Linked DNA regions of Mus musculus: region 1 is linked to region 2. The links are chromatin contacts, called in public HiChIP or PLAC-seq maps. All regions are on one chromosome and are shown on one strand. The core of a region is the stretch at or near the end of the contact, and the rest is flanking DNA. Distances in the headings are between cores, read along the strand shown.

The links. HiChIP or PLAC-seq counts read pairs in DNA pulled down with a chosen protein or histone mark.
Region 1: an H3K27ac HiChIP or PLAC-seq map of extraembryonic endoderm stem cells shows a contact between it and region 2, with 6 times the contacts expected there. The contact joins two enhancer-like sites. A contact is called at or near these places in 1 of 115 datasets of contacts at active chromatin or transcription factors (extraembryonic endoderm stem cells) and 1 of 9 other capture datasets (embryonic stem cells).

The regions. Positions count from the first base shown.
Region 1 is chr1:153,375,433-153,378,132 of GRCm38.p6, reverse strand. It overlaps Gm46246 (a long non-coding RNA gene), which reads left to right. Exons shown (of 2, transcript XR_001779877.1): 2 at 1-276. Among named protein-coding and RNA genes, the nearest start is that of Gm46246, 20 kb to the left of the region's middle. Within about 2 kb of position 1,427, at least 26 of the 459 cell types and tissues checked have an H3K27ac peak or open chromatin away from gene starts, as enhancers often do. A contact at or near this core is called in extraembryonic endoderm stem cells, where this site is marked.
Region 2 is chr1:152,555,040-152,557,739 of GRCm38.p6, reverse strand. It overlaps Rgl1 (ral guanine nucleotide dissociation stimulator,-like 1), which reads left to right. Exons shown (of 18, transcript NM_016846.4): 5 at 153-337. Among named protein-coding and RNA genes, the nearest start is that of Gm51749, 16 kb to the right of the region's middle. Within about 2 kb of position 1,384, at least 176 of the 459 cell types and tissues checked have an H3K27ac peak or open chromatin away from gene starts, as enhancers often do. A contact at or near this core is called in extraembryonic endoderm stem cells, where this site is marked.

The DNA.
Region 1 (2,700 bases), core at 178-2,677, 820 kb before region 2:
GCAAGGATGCGGCTAAGTCACCTAGCTGCTAGGCAACAGAGCAGAGGTTCCTCCTCAGGCCAGCATTATGGTTTTCAGTGTTGTCCAGTGTGACCTGAAGTCAGTCCTTACAGTAACTGTGTGAGACTTCCTGCATTCTGCTTGGTCTCTTATGGTTTATTGAGCCATGATTGCCAGCTATGAGTATCCGTCTAACAATTTGAATAAACTGCTTAAATGAGGGTCAGTTCTATGGAGAGAATTACAGCCACAGAGTAAAATGGCATTTTTCTTTGAGATGTTTCATTGCATCTTTTATTATTGTCATTGGGAGACATTTGCCAGCTTCTCTTACTTCGTTTGTATTTCTTGGGTACGCTATATTATTTTTTTTTATTTTTATTTTTTAGAGGATGGAATGAGGGTGGTCAATATAGGTGAGGTAGCCCAGGCTGGTCTTGAATTTTCTATATAGTTGAAGGTGATCTTGAGCCCCTGTCCCTGCCTCCTGAGTTCTGAGGCTGCAGGCATGTGTCACCACTGCTAGTTTTTTAAAAATTCAGTAATGGGGGGGGGGGTCAAGCCTAGAGCTTTGCATGTGCCTGTAAAGTGTCCTACCAACTAAGGTAAATCCCCAGCCCATTATAAATAAATAAATAAATAAATAAATAAATAAATAAATAGATAGATAGATAGATAAATAGATAAATAAATAAATAAATAAATGTATGTATGTATGTATGTTATCATACTGGATATTAGGGGCACATACTTGTAATCTCAAAACTTAGGTTGAGGCAGGGGGATCACTGCAGTTTCAAGGCTAGCCTGGTCTACTCTAGAGAGTAGACACTGTCTCAAAAAAAATATATCATAAAAATGGTTAAACTCAACATTGAAGTGAATTTGCTTTTAAGGGCTCCCCACCCATACCTCAGTCCTTGGAGACTATTCGGGCCCTTGTCACTATGACGTAATCTCAGAAGAGTATTGGGGTAAAGGCTGTCTCTCTATCAGTGTTAGAATCCTAGGCATTCAACAGACGTGTTTTGCTTATCACTAAAAGAGAAACAGAAGATTCCGAGACACTCAGAGCAATTCAGGCCTTTTATTAAAAATTGACAGACCCAGCAAAGCAGCAGGAATCCTCCTCCAATATCTAACTGATAGCAGATTGAATCAGAGATGACACAAGCCAGGACTGGGCTGGTTTATGGTCTCTGTTTAATTTGCAACACAAGGGATTTTAAACAGTGAGTGGGTTTGTCTAAGAATCTTGCTTACGAATGGACTGGGTTGAATTCAGGACCCAATAAGATAGGATAGGATTATTTTAGATAAATTTAATCAGGCTTTTTACAAATTCAAACCCCACCCACATTCCCGCTCAGTGTGATACCTCTGTGAACAAAAGCTCGAAGTGGAGTGAACGCTTTTCGCTTTTTGCTTTTGGGAGATTCCTTCTCACAAGTAAACACAATGGGACAGTGAGGGGAGCAGTGGTGTTCACAGGTGTGGGCTAGAGTCTCCCTCAGCTGACTTACCATCAACCCTTTGAATTTAAAGCTGGGGGTGGAGAGGGGTGGGGTCTCCGTTTGGAGGAAGAAACAAATATTACTTCTCTCATTTTAGAGTGTCTTTTGGATTTTAAGGGCTCCCTGGCTTCGGAGCACACTGAGGTCAGACAAACTTGTTCTGCCTTCACTGCAGTTACAGTAACTAATGGGGTGGGGTGTTTGAAAGAAAGAATAGAATCACAGCCGTCCAGCTGTGAAAATACAAGATCAGTTAAATCCTGCTCCAACAGCTGTGATTGAGTTGCTTGCTTCCTCCCCTCCCCTCCCCTCCCCTCCCCTCCCCTCCCCTCCCCTCCCCTCCCCTCCCCTCCCCTCCCCTCCCCTCCCCTCCCCTCCCCTCTTCTTTCTTTCTTTCTTTCTTTCTTTCTTTCTTTCTTTCTTTCTTTCTTTCTTTCTTTCTTTCTTTCTTTCTTTCTTTCTTTCTTTCTTCCTTCCTTCCTTCCTTCCTTCCTTCCTTCCTTCCTTCCTTCCTTTCTTTCTTTCTTTCTTTCTTTCTTTCTTTCTTTCTCTCTCTTTCACAAGTAGGTCAGGTTGGCCTCTAACTTGTTTAACTTCTGGAAGTCAGCATTTACAGACCACAGGAGGCCTCCCTTTAGGTTTTACAAATTATTTCAGTTCTTCATTTTTCAAAAGCTTAAAGTGATATCAACTTATGAATGTTCTTGGTTTTTAAATTGTGAATTCATAATAATTTCATGAGAATTGCTTACATTTTTCAATATACAACCATATACATACATATATACATACACACATACATATATATGTATATGTATATATGTATGTATGTGTGTGTGTATATATATGTGTGTGTGTGTGTGCGTATACACATATTAAAAACATTCCCAAGGAAAACTGTGGGGTTTTGGTTGGTTGGTTGCTGTTGTTGTTTTGTTTTGTTTTGTTTTTAACTTCAGAAATATTTTACTTAAGTCTGTTTGTTAAAATTTTGCCCAACAGTAGGAACTGAAACCTTCTAACAGTTGCTGTAGATTACTGATGATAACTACCCCAAGGTCATGCCTCCTGGCTTCTTAATGGCCGGGTTCAGCAATATCGTTTGCTGGCAAAGGAATCATTCATTCACAAAACTGGACCCACCCAACCAGAGACCCTTGGTGGAAGTTCAGTTAGATTCTAAACC
Region 2 (2,700 bases), core at 135-2,634:
TCTTCTCATCTTTCGTCTGCCTTGGTTGGATTTTCTAACAACAAAACATTATTAGTCTCCCCAACCCTCTTCAGCTACCAGCTGTGGGGTCCAGGGCCTGTCTCGAGTCCCGTAAGCATTGTGTTCACTGTGTCTCCATCTCTCCTTCCCAGTGCCATTGCTTCCATCCTGAGGGCCTGGCTTGACCAGTGTGCGGAAGACTTCCGGGAGCCCCCTCACTTCCCTTGCCTTCAGAAGCTGCTGGAGTACCTCAAACAGATGATGCCTGGCTCTGACCCAGAGAGGAGAGCACAGAACCTTCTTGAACAGTTTCAAAAGCAGGACGTGGATTCCGACAGTGAGTACCTGTTTGGTCCCAGGGAAACCTCTACTGGGCTCTGCAATGTGGGGGCTCCCCATTCATTGACTCAATAAGAAACCCTGGTACCCTCAGAAAATTGGGATAGGTATAAAATTATTGAACTGTGAACCTCAGAACCCTAAGGTTTCAGAGTGAAAAGAGGGATTTTCAAGGCTGGATTTATGATTTTAAAGATTAAATTGTAAAACCAGCTCAGAGAAGCTAAGTAATTGCCCAGGGTGCCTACTGTTACCAGGAACAGGGTTTTCTTGATTTGTTTTTGTTTTTTTTAAACTTTCTCTTATCAACATGAATGGGCTTCTTCTCTGCCTAATGTGTTCTATCAGATATAAACGGGCGACAACCAACCAACCCTGTGTGGCTGGCAAGGGTTCAAGTCCACGTCCCTCTCACAAAAGCTTGGAAGAGGTGTTCCTCCTTTTCCCTAAAAAGCATTAGTGTCATGTCCCCTGGCAGCCCCGATTGCTGACATCGACTGTCTCTAGTGACCGAATCGAAGGAAGTCTCTGAGGCTGTTTTTTCCTATTGGAGGCTGACCTCGAGCTTCCAGGGACAAATGCAGAGCCACCACTGCTGGCCATAGAGTGTGCTGGCTGCCAGGCTCTGCAGAAATTAGTCAAGAGGTTCCATCGCGCTCCAGCGTGATGATATAGCCTTTCACCGAGGCACTGGGTAACAGTTGCCATGGCAGCTGACCCACTTGGAACTTCTGGTAGGCATTTCCTTGAAGTAATGTCCGGTTTCCTCAGTGAGGGAAAGGAAATGGCTCCTAACGCAGATAAGGGATGCTACCCCAAAGCCAAAGCAAATACAGTGACTTTAAATTCTACCCGGTACCTGTTGAGTGGTTTGTATGGACTGGGGACCAGAGAAGGGGAATGCACTTGCATCATTTGGCTCAGATTGCCAAAGGCTTTGTATCTCAGATGACTTCATCTGCCGGGAATGCTTGAATACCCTGGAAGCTCAGCTCCAGCTGCCAGACCTCAGCTCCCTTCAGGGCCTCCTCCCGCCTGCCCGCCCAGCTTTGTGCTCTGGTAGAAAACGCTGCTGCTGCTGCTGCTGTTGCACTGGAGCCCAGCTCGCCCCACTGGGGCTGCCTCTGGCCCCATGCCTAATTGGGGAACCAGTGGGACCAGTCATTGGTCCTCTCCGGCTCAGGGAATGGAGGGCAGAGCTCTTTTGGCAGGCAGAGGCAGGGACTAGGGAGGTGGCCTGACCTCACAAAAACTTTTAGGCAATACCCAAGAATGAATCTTTTCCTAAGTGTGGGCAGTTGTCATCAAGAATGCTCCAGGCCCTGTTTATGAAGTATAGGCTCCATTCCTGAAGAGGAATGTTGGGAGCTTAGTTAGTTCCCTTGTGCCTCTCACCCCCCAGCCCCCATGTCATACTCTGGAAAGCAGTGAGCTTTCCTGTGTGTTTGCAAAAGTAAAACTGTGCATAGAGATTTGTACATAACCCCTGGAGACTCAGGCAGGAGCAGTGAAAGCATAGACCAGGTCCCAGAGAGAAAGGATCACAGGTTTCACACGTAGTGACATTCTAGGTGCATGCCAGATTTACAAGGAATGAATGAATGAATGAATGAATGAATGTGTGAGTGAGTGATGTTAGTCCTTACCCTGTACTCTCCTTGGCAGAAGCTGGACAGCTTCTGCATTGTTTTATAGGTATTAAAGTACATTGTAGTCATCAGGAGGGGTAGAAGGCTCCTTGAACCTTTGATTGGCACATCCGATTTCTTCTTCACTGAATGAGAAAGTGCCAGAGTTGAGTGGAGAAGTACTGACATCAGGCGCTAGCATCCTCCACTGGGTGGGATTTTAGCTCTTTGATGGGTGCTTTTGCTTTGTATCCAGGATAACAGGAATAGATAGTGAAGCTCTCCTACCAGTCCCATTCACAACAGAACGTTCAGCTCTGAGGTCCAGAGCCAGTCCTGTAATCACAGCCCTGCCACCAGAGCGGGCAGGTAGCACATGGTACTGGACAGGTAACAGTCTCACTTTGAGCACCCCATTTCTCAATGGAAGCTTTGAAGAAGCTCTATCAATTCAATATAAGATGCCTAACAGCGTCCCCCATAAAGAGAAGGAAAAGGCTTAAAAAACGTAACCAGGCAGGGGGAGTAGTAACACGGAACTGGATTTCTGCCTGGATGCCACTGTGTGCAGCTAGGCTTCCCCAGCCCCAGCAGAAGTTCAGCTTTGACTGAAAGGGACCAAGAAGTGTGGTGGGAATGAGAGGGCCTGGGAGAAGGAGACTTCAAAGAGGAGGCTGGAGCTCGGCCCTTCAGCATTTCAGATGGGCTCCTGGGCAGTGATTCCCGTTGACTT